Linked DNA regions of Triticum aestivum: region 2 is linked to region 1. A link is a contact called in public Hi-C data. All regions are on one chromosome and are shown on one strand. The core of a region is the stretch at or near the end of the contact, and the rest is flanking DNA. Distances in the headings are between cores, read along the strand shown.

Region 1 (5,335 bases), core at 1,277-3,776:
GAGCTTCCATACAGCCTCTAGCCCATGCATGAAGACACAGGCGAACACAAGCATCATATGCAAGCACAGAATACCAGGGACCTTGCAAACTGTTTTTTTAATGGAACAGGTTAGTAGAGAAATATGGAACAGTAAACAAATTATTATTTAAATGTGTGCTCTACATACCTGGCATGAAACGTGGGGACTCGAAGAGGAATTGAACTAGATGGTCTGCTGGTGTGCCTTCCATTCAAAGCGCTGCTACATGGTAGAACAAATAGTCAGAACGACATGCCAGCAGAAGAAATACAATTAATTCCTGAATAATGGTTTGATCGAGCATCCAGTATTACGAAAGCTACCTATCAGTTTTTTCGGGTAAGTCAGCTCCCACAATACCATCACCATGGTCCTCCTTTTTGACAGTTGAACCATCCGATGCACTTGCTTTTGCACAAGTTCTGGTATCACTTTGAGGAGCTGGTGAAGTTTCCTGACTATAACCATGTATTGGTGGGGCACTCGGGACATCAGATGAACCATCCTGCACACAACCCATTCGATTCATCAGCAAAATCTACTCAATTATGTAAGAACGGTATCATAACATCACATGTATTCTAGAAAGCATGGCAATAGATGACCCTTGCAGCCTATGGGCCCAAAAGACCCAGAAAAAAGAATCAATTTTTGGCAGCAATTTTGGATCCTAGGTTACATCATGGATTAGAATCAAAGACAAATACGATTATGATGCAGTTGCGGAATTGAATTTTTCTTGCATTTTCCAAAGGAGAGTGAATATCCAGATCACAATTGTAAAGCAAAATCGAGTTTCTCCTAATAATTGAGGGGGAAAAAGATTGGCCAGATCATTATCCAAGTGGACTAAATGCAGAAGCATGTCATCCTTAAGCAGATACCAACAAACAGCTTGTGTATCTTAACAGTAGTATCTGGAGAAGGTTTGTTCTATGAGCAGAATATTTGTTGCAATATCGCTATGTCGAGCAATTACAATGCATTGCCTAGTGCAAGTGCAAAGATTATCTATTCGGCCATATTATTGTACCAAGTAGGAATGATTGTGAAATCAGAAAAAATGTCAGAACTTTCATATGCAGCCGAGGAGTGGAACTAGTGCCATTCACGCATTTGATATGGCAGAGGATGAAGCAGGACTAAAGAAAATGAGAACAGTTCATCAATTAGCACAGAGAACTAACCATTTTAGGAGAAGATTTGACATCGACCCGAGCAGGGACATGAGCAGAGTAGTGTTCCGGCTGGTAAGCTCTCGAGTTTGAAGGCTGAGCTGCCGTACGAGCCGCCTTAGGAACCGCATTGTTCGCTTCTCTCCGGACTGGCCCGGTATGCGAGTAGTCAGATGCGTACCCACCCTTGGAGGCCACGCCATTGTTCCGCCCCGACACCTGGCTCGAGAACTCGGAGCTGCCCGCAGAGTCCGAGTACTCCTCCTCCTCGACGTACGCAGCAGCAGCGCGCGCCTCTGGCCGCCGCGCCTGCTGCGGCTTCCCCCTTGGAAGCGCCGTGTCCCTCGACGAGCTCAGATCCGAGTAGCCGTCGCTGGAGTAGTAGTTCTGCTGCCCGGGCACGTTGGCGTACCGGTACAGGGGCACGGCGGTGCGGCGTGGGGCGTCGTCGCGGTGGCGGGGCGAGGAGTCGACGGAGTACCTGCCGCCGCTGCAGACCTCGACCTCCTCGGCGTCGGAGGACTCGTCCATGTCGGAGGCCGTGGAGGCGCTCCCGTCGTCGGTGGGGCGCAGCGGCACGGACGCGCGCGGCAGGTGGCCGCTCCTGTACTTCTCCGGCGGCGGCATGCCGAGGCCGAGGCCGCCCGCGCCGCGCGCGGCCCGGAGCGCGTCCATGCGGCCGTGGCTGTGCAGCGCCCCCGCCCCCGCGCCCGCGCCCTGGCCCTGCAGCATTCGCACCAACCAACCAGCACTGGTCAGAGACGGGAGCAGCGGCAGCTCCGGAACGACAACGGACTCACTCAACCCCAGCTAGGGTTCAGTTGAGCCGAGGAAAACCGCCGCGGCGGCGAGGACGAGGAGACCAGGGAGAGCACTCACCTCGCGCACCCACTTGAGCGCGTCCCGATCCAGCCCCTCCGTGAACATCATCGCCGGCATGCAAATCCCCGGCCGCCCTGCCGCACGCACCGCCAACAAATCCGCGCACCGAATCAGCAAAACTCCCACCCAAATGCCGCGCCCGTGAATCGCGGCGAACGAGGGGAAAAAAAAACCTCCCCGAAATGCCGCCTCGAGCACGCGGATCCGGGAGCCGAAACGAAAACCGCCCGCAGCTTACCCGGTACGCCACCAAATCGTCGGCGCGGGCTCGGCGGCGGCCGCTCCTCCCTCCTGCCCCGCCCGGGGTTTGAATTCGCTGGGAGGCAACAGCTTCGAATTCCTGCTGCGAGAGTGCGAGAGGAGGGCGACAGCGATGGGAGCGTGGAGAAGCAGCGCCGAGTGGTGGTGGGGGAGAAAAGAAAGGTCTGGGAGGAGAAGGGGGAGCAAAGCAAAGGGACAAAGAGGAGTTTATTTATTTATTTAGTGGCGAGGGAGAAAAAAACCACTGCTGCTGCTCCCGTAGTGGTTTTTAATTTCGAATTAATAACGTGACGGAGACGACGGCGGCGGACTTTGCAGTTAAGCCCCTGCCCGTTTTTGGAAAGTCATAGAGGCAGGTGATATGATCTTCGCACGCACGCACGCGCCCCGCCACGGAACTGTATCCGCGCACACATGGAAACCATCTACTTCGCGGGGTTGGAACGGATCACACTATCCTCACGTATCTCCTCTTCGATCTCTCGCGAGTATCTTTTCCGTCACGGTAATGGAGATGCGTACAGCTTCCTACGTGGAGGTATGCGTGATTTGGGGGAATGGAGGGGGTTATCGGCGAAAATGGGGAGGAAATCATCTCGTCTTCCGTTTCTTGGAGTAGCAGGAGAGGACGGGCGCGTGCGTCAGCCCCAACGGGCGGGCGCGGGCGCCGCGGCGGCCGGCGTTGACGGCGTCAGCCGGGGGCTCCGCCCCCCTCACTCGTAACGGTCGAACGACGTGGGGTTGATGGTGGGAAGTGGGCGAGCGCGACGACGACCGGGTAGACCGGGCGTGGCGCGGTGCTGCTGCGGAGTGAAGTGGACCCGTGTGAACGCGCCCGCACTCCCCACAAACACCGCTCCCACCAGGGGGAAACTGCGCCGTCCATTCCTACTCGATGGAATCTGGGACGTTGGTTCTCGTGTTGGGGGCTTGGGCGGCGCGTGGGTGGGGTCGGGTGGGGCACATGAGCGCGGGGCCCGCGTGCCGCGCCTCTTTTTCGAACGGCGTGGTCCGAGGGTGCATGGGAATTTCCTGGTACTACACGTCGTGGACGGACGGACGGGTTTGCCCTCGGCCCTTCGGAGAAATTTCGGCGGTGCGACGAAGGAATTGCCACTGATGGAGTGACACACAGTGACACGCTACGAGCTTTCGGCGATTCCCTTTTTAAGGCGACTGTGACGGGCGTACGGGTGGGGACGGGGTGATGAGCCACAGGGGAGCATGTGGCCAAACCGCCAAAGTGGCCATCACGCCCCGCTCCAGCTATTTGGCATTTTGCATTTTCCTTTAAACTGCTGGTAATTAAAATAAACTACACTCTAGACTCTCTTATCTATATATATCCATGTTAGCCGCACCCCGAAATTTATCCATTAGCTGCACTCCCAAGTACTAGTACGAAAATTCGAATTTCCTTCGTGTTCCCGGGTTGGTTCGCACGTCGCCGTCACAAATTATTTGTGTACAGCGGCACATGTAGGCATTACTAGGTGTCCGTCTTCCCATCATCATCCAGGGCATTCCGCAGTCACGCGCGATGGCGCTGCCAAGCTTTTTCCCTTGACCCTTGAGGAAAAAGGGAGCAGTCCGGTCGGTCGGGTCGGGTGAGACGAGACGAGAGAAATGCCGCAGGATTTGGTGGGCGACCGCTCGCCGCGCCATGCACCCGACCTCTGTCGACCTGAACTCACATGGAACGTGCTGCGAGCGCGAGCTGGACCCATGGAAAGGTTGCGTCCGTCCGGGTAATCTACTTACTACACATAACCGCCGCTTAATTTGCACGTTAATTTCATCATTAGTATTCTGACACTCGCTTGACCTGCCGGTCCAAGCTTGCGTGGAATTTCCTGCCCAGCTCGCATCGTCGTTTACCGCGCGGTGTGAACATGGCACGTGGAGCGGAAGCATCTTCCTCGCGAGATCCTACTGCTTGCTTCGGCGGTAAGGAATGTCAGTCAGGGCCGGGGCGGCCGGAGGTTCCAGCAGCATTGCCGTTTCTGGTTTTCTTTTAACAGCAAGTGGGCCGGGACGCAGTGCAGAACTGCATATGCGACGAGGGGCAGAGGTCCATGTAACATGGGACCTGAGCCTGGAGGCTGAGACCCGACGCGGCAATTTTCCTGGAGCTGCAGGATTTCCTGAAAAGAGTTTTGGCAGCAACTAGTTAACGAGCCTCGCAACGATCAGCGCCACTTGGCGTGCTCTCAGCCATTCGTCACGTGTCGCGCTCTGGATGCTCTCTTCGGATTTTGTTTTTTTTATTTTTCCGCACGCGCTTTCGGCTTTTTAAACGGTTTTTTTCGGGTTTTTCGACGTTTTAGTTTTCCTCCGGTCTTTCTTAGTTTTTCGATCAAAAAAATTCACAAAAAACACGTTTTTTTTCTTTTCGCGAAAGTCACGGTTTTTCTTCCGCGAGAGGCACGGTTGTGCTTTAGCGAGAGTCACGGCCGTGCCTTTCGGAAACGAAAAAAACGTGTTTTCTGTTTTTTTTCTTTCGCGAGAGTCACGGCCGTGCCTCTCGGAAAGGGAAAAACAAAACGCGTTTTCTGTTTTTTTTTCTTTCGAGAGTCACGGTTTTGCTTCCGCGAAAGTCACGGTCGTGCCTCTAGAAAAGGGAAAAAAATACGCGTTTTCTGTTTTTTTCTTTCGCGAGAGTCACGGTCGTGCCTCTCGGAAACGGAAAAAAATGTGTTTTCTGTTTTTTTCCTTCCACGAGTGTCACGGTTTTGCTTCCACAAGAGGCACGGTTGTGATTTCGCGAGAGGCACAGGCGTGCCTCTTTCGGAAAGGAAAAAAACATGCTCCCGGTTCGGTTTTTTCGCCCGGTTTTTTTCGTGAAAAAAAAGTTCTTCAAAACCTATCAACATGGGATCTAGTTTTGAAGATCTCGACGCGAGGAATTCAATGATGAAAACGGTTCAAGATTTGGACGCACGGTTTAAGAGATAAAATGTTTTGAATAAACGAATTTACGAAAAAGGGGAAACTAC
Region 2 (5,625 bases), core at 2,916-5,415, 260 kb after region 1:
TTTTAACCATTTTGTCATGATGTGCAAGCAGCATATCATCTAATCACTTGCAGTTTGCCCCCTTCTTTTCTGCTTGCTTCTAATATCCAAATTTATTAGGAACATAGCAAATGTGATAGTGTACTAATGCGCAAGAGTTCATCCACGAGTAATCCACTAATCCTAAACATTGCACACATGGGCAGTTCATTTGGTCCCTGTATAATTTAGACGCTGCTGAACTACTCTGGATTTTGCGGTACCTGGTGGAGTCTTACCATATGACTGCCATAAGATTTAGGGCAAGTCAGTCATTGCCTCATGCAAATAGGCCATCAAACTATGCACTTAGATTATACTTACTAAGAAACTAGTGAAAACATGATTTATTGGTCATGACATTTGAGCCAGACTTGTTGCACACCTTGGAGGTTGGTCGCATGCGTTAGTAGCAAAAGCTGGCCATCATTTGTTGATCACTGGGTAATGTAATTATTTGCAGTTTTGCACTGACTGTCAAAACACGTTTCTTATATAACCATTTTTTTCCGCTGAAGAATGTTCTTTCACGATGCATCTGCTTTAGCCTTCTATCTAGAAACCGAGATAAACAAGGATGATACATCAGGTGCTTTCATTCATGACATCTCTTGTTTTTGACAGTTCTTAGCAATCCAGTAAAACGGCAGGAGTATGACAAGAAAGGTGTTTTATACGTTCAGGATCAGAATGCAGCGGTGAGTACCCCCCCACCCCACCCCACCCACCCCTCACCATAACCACCACACGCAAATCTTCTTTGTGACATTTTTTTTTTACTTTCAGGATTACCTGAACCGACACAAGGGTTTAATACTTACATGCAATGGCCTTGGTGTAAGGTACTCTGTGTGGTGAGCTTTCTCCGGGTTACAAGAGTCTGCGTCTATGTGCGGTCGTGGCTGATGTGTGTAGTTGTAAAATCCCACCTAGTTCACAAAGTTTAGCACAGTACTACCATCTGGTGGGGGCTTAGCGTTTCATCCTACAACAGACATGATTTATATTTGTTGACTGTCTGTTGTAGGTTGCAGGAGGCATAGATGCCCTATGTCGCACATTTGCTCCTGAAACACTGTTCCCATCCTATGAAATGAAAGCATCTGTGTTCATGAATGCCTTGCCATTTTACTCATAGCATTGAGTGTGGCTGGATGCCAGAAAATGCTTACTGTTTACCGCTGTGTTCTTTACTCCCTGAACTTCTTCCCTTACAAGGGAAAAATAGATATGGTTATTAGTCCTGGCATTAGTATTTTCCTTTTCACTTACTCCCTCTGTAAACAAATATAAGGTATTTTAGGTTACTAGTGATCTAAAACGTCTTATATTTGTTTATAGAGTGAGAGCATCTTATAGGAGTGACAATTGGTCGCCAAGTAACTTCCGAAGTATCTTTTGCTTGGAGAAATGCTCAGTGAAATGAATCAGTTTTCTCTTACCTAATACTCCGTCCGTTCCTAAATATAAGTCTTTGGAGAGATTTCACTGTGGAGTACATACGGAGCAAAATGAGTGAATCTACACTTAAAATGCATCTATATACATCCGTATGTGGTTCATAATGAAATCTCTACAAAGACTTGTATTTAGGAACGGAGGGAGTAATACATTGGTGCTTATTATTCTGAAGCTCGAGTGCTTGATTGGGCACCAATGCTCAAGAAGTGGTTATATTTAACCTGTACTGTTGTACATAAGCACATCTTAAGAGTATGAATGCATGTGATAAATTATCTAAGCACCAAAGATGAGGGGGCTCGCATTGGAGCAGATAAAGTTTACAAGGGGGTTGATGATGTGGCTATATTCTCTCGCCTGAAGCACTCACATGTAGACACGTAGTGTATAGGCCCTCCAGCCCCAGAAATCAATTTTTTTTTTAAACAGCCCCAGAAATCACCCTCAAACTTTGTCAGCCCGCCTCATTTTCAGCTCAGAATTTTGCCAACAAATTTGGAGGGTTAACATTGTAAATCGTTGGGAGTGACTTTAAATCTTGCCAAGAAGAATTAGAAGAAACGGGTGAAAAGGTTACTGGAAATAATCCATCCAACATTTTAACATTTTGGCGCTTCTAGTCAGGATTATGAACGCTGGGTCGAGTAAACGCAACCAGGAAGACTCGAGCAAGCACACTAGTAAACAGATCTCCCATTGCAGTTGATGAGAGGGAACAGCTTACAACACAACTTGTTTCTTTCTTCCAGCAATAGTTGAAAAAAGAAGACGGCCTAAAATAATAAGCTGGCTGTGAAGCCTAAACGTATGCTAACGCATCACTCTCCCCCTGCTCAAATGATATTGTTTTTCAGATCTTCAAATTTCGCAAACAGTTCGTCTCTGCTTTCCTGCGCATAGTGAAAGCCGATCATTAAGCGCGCACACCGGGCATGGCTGACACTGGTTCTGTGATGATATAATTGGGAACATACCTTAAAGAGGAGGTACCGTGTGATGAACCAGACTGAGTAGCCAGTTCCTACGATTTCCAGCACGTTTGGAAGCTGCAACAGGTAATTCGCACGGTTTATCATACGTGGAGCAGTAAGTTTTTGAGTACACACAGATCTATCCCGCGATGGCATAACCACGTACCAGGGGAACGGAATCAATTGCAGAAATGATTTTAGATAGGACCAACAGAGCAATCAAAGCACCGCCTCCGAGGATGACAGAAGTGGGCGTCACTTGGATGTCCAACTGAAATGAGCAAGCCCAAAGTAAGTGCGACTGTGTGAGCAACAAATAGCAATCAGCTGGTTCCAAGACTGCAAAGTGTATTCAAGAACAATCAAAGGCACATAGTATTCTTATTAAGTTCAACCTGGAAAGTAGAAAATTGAGGTTAATGTGATGCATATACTCTCTTCTGAGTTGAGACGAACAGAAACAACGAATGCACAGTATGTTGACACTTTGATACGTCACACTACATTCTAGCTGCATTTCACCAACAGAATTAAGTTATCTTGCGTGGCATCTGATTAGTACAGTGCAACTTCATAACGGTTTGTGCAAATGGAGGTCGGTGTATCTTGGAGTAGATCATAGCTGCCCTGCTTAGGGCATCTCACATCGCATTTGCAAGTCGGCGGCAGAGTCATTTTTGCACATCCATGCTGTACTTTTTTGGTCTTGTTTCTTTTGAACAGCCACACCGAGATCTACCGTAAGCTTGAACAGCCATTTTGTCATAAGAGTCAGGAAAATTAATTGCATTTTCTACTGCTCGACTTTGCATTTTTCAGTGGTTGGTTCGGCATTTTAATTTTATACTCTATCGACTCTTTCATATCACTGCTATTGTCATTTGTAATGACTCAATGAGGCGGTCCAGTTACCGTTACTACACTAGTAATATGTCGTATGAGCCATCCCATAGGAAGTGCGTAAATGTTTATCCTGCTCAAAAGCATCATTATTTCCTGCATCAGTGGCCACACTAACACTATCTCAGTTTGATGCAAGAAGACGCTGTTTCAGTTTGATGCAACCCCAAAAGCATTAGGTGGTCGATTTTGAATTCTGTAAGTGTCCATCTTTGCAAACGTAGGAGTGGGGAGGATCTCAGGATTTCCACCCAATTTGGGCTGGCTACCTTATACGGAGTAGTATTCTGTAAAAAGAAACAGATAGAAAAGCAAAGCAGCAAAGGAGGAGGAGTAAACCTTGCCCAGTATGTCGTCCACGCCGCCGTCCTCCTCGGGCGACGACACCGGCGCATCTTCCACCATCACCTCCACAAATCCACCGGAGACCTCCCCGCTCTTCTCCTCCGCAGCCGGCGCGTCGGGCTTGTCCGTGACGACGGTGGTGGCGGTCGCGGACCCCGACGCCGACGCAGGCTCCTCGGACGGCACCGGGTCGGGCCTGGTCGGCGCGGCGGAGCGGCAGCGCCAGCCTCGTCGGCCCGGGGCGCGGAAGGCCACGGAGCGGGTGAGCGGCCGGCGGTGGACGCGGGCGGAGGATAAGGGAGCCGAGGCCGCGGTGGTGGAGACGAGGACCTCCATTTTTTCCTCTCCCTCTCCTGCTGCCTTTACTTTTCTGTGGAGGCGGACAGGCTGGCTGGGGTTTGAGGTTTTGGTGAGCTCGCGGGGAGGATGAGGGGTGGTGGGCTGGCTGCCTCGCTGACGCACAGCTGTGTGCTCCACACTGACGCAGTGTGTAGTGCAGTACCAGTGCCGGTGGTGGTTTGTCTTTGCCGTTGGGAACACAACAGGAGTCGCTTTTCTCGGCCCCGCGCCCGTGCTTCTCGTTGCGCTCTTTGGCTTTGGCCGGATCTCCTTTTCTCCGTTTTTGCTTTTGGGAATTAATGATGGTTTTGGGATCTGTATAAATCAGCGTACGGTTCCAGCGGCCTCTGGAATGTACCGGAATTCATTGTGCTAGAAAACAATGGCATGAATAGTGGTTGTGCTGGTACAGGTGGAGCGCCCTGGTTTCTCCGTTCCTCTGTTTTGAAAATGACTTGTCTGGCTTTAATTCTAAAATGACTTGCCTGGCTTTAATTTAATTCTGCGCCACGCGGCCTAATGCAAAATTGACATCCTATATAGGCTGTGTCATTTAAGTTGAATGGGAGGTAACATCTTGTGCACTTGACTTGCGCCGACGCATGTACCTCGTTGGGCAATATGAAATTCATGTCATTGGCAGGCCTGACTGCCAACATTAAAGAAAAAAAATCATGTCCCTTGGGGCAACTCTAGGAGATTCATAAATATGGGTGATCGCCATACATGACTACCAAACAATATGCACAACATGATCTCTGACCTGTATTTACTCGCCCAACTAAGCCATAGATGCAAAGACTTCAAAGTGCAACCTATCAAACACACCCTTAAACTTAGTCTTACCAGTGGCTGCATCAACATTGATCTTAACCCGACCTCAGGGCGGACGTATCCCATTAGTAGTGGGCGCACTCTCTGTACCAGCCATATTCGTCTACTGTAGAACATCTAGCTCTGCCATACAGCTTTCAACAAAACCCTTCATCGAGAGACGGCTTTGGGATATAATATTTTCTTAAATAGCTTTCTTTTGAGCATGCCAAATCGCCCAAAGGGTGACTAATGCCTCCATTAACTCACAGTGGGGCAGTTTGTCAATTAGAGAGAATATCCAATCCCTCGCTTTGATTTCCTGGGTCAGCACCACCTGTTCTGCTACCTCTTTTGTAGCCAATGCCCAAATGCACTTGGGCATAGTACATTCCACCACAGAATGCCTCCATAATCTGGTATATACTCCCTCCGTTCCTAAATATAAGTCGTATAAGTCTTTGCAGAGATTCCACTATGGACTACATACAGAGCAAAATGAGCGAATCTACACTCTAAAATGCATCTATACACATCCGTATATAGTCCATAGTGAAATCTCTACAAAGACTTATATTTAGGAACGGAGGGAGTAGTACACAAGGCAGCGGACATCCTGCTTCCAACTCCTTAGACAACAAACTAGCTGACCTGCGCGCCGTTGATAACAAACTACTTGGCCCGCGGGCCCTTGATCTGAACTCAAATTGAAGTGTTGCTGACGTTGCCGGTAGATGTCGATCCTGACCAACTTACTGAATTCTAGTCTAACATTTAA

What was found. A called contact is a pair of places that touch in the nucleus more often than the background predicts.
Region 2: a Hi-C map of leaf shows a contact between it and region 1, with 3 times the contacts expected there. The contact joins the promoter of LOC123145561 here to the promoter of LOC123145559 in region 1. A contact is called at or near these places in 4 of 5 Hi-C or Micro-C datasets (leaf and an unstated tissue) and 1 of 1 datasets of contacts at active chromatin or transcription factors (leaf).

The regions. Positions count from the first base shown.
Region 1 is chr6D:425,653,092-425,658,426 of IWGSC CS RefSeq v2.1, forward strand. It overlaps LOC123145559, which reads right to left and starts at 2,527. Exons shown (of 23, transcript XM_044564991.1): 1 at 2,317-2,527; 2 at 2,076-2,152; 3 at 1,209-1,919; 4 at 345-526; 5 at 169-243; 6 at 1-89. The coding sequence starts at 2,135.
Region 2 is chr6D:425,915,531-425,921,155 of IWGSC CS RefSeq v2.1, forward strand. LOC123145561 (protein CURVATURE THYLAKOID 1D, chloroplastic) reads right to left here and starts at 4,166. Exons shown (of 4, transcript XM_044564995.1): 1 at 3,690-4,166; 2 at 2,617-2,721; 3 at 2,454-2,525; 4 at 2,144-2,369. The coding sequence starts at 4,031. The coding sequence ends at 2,313. It overlaps LOC123145562 (dnaJ homolog subfamily B member 3), which reads left to right. Exons shown (of 5, transcript XM_044564996.1): 4 at 643-716; 5 at 805-1,134. The coding sequence ends at 876.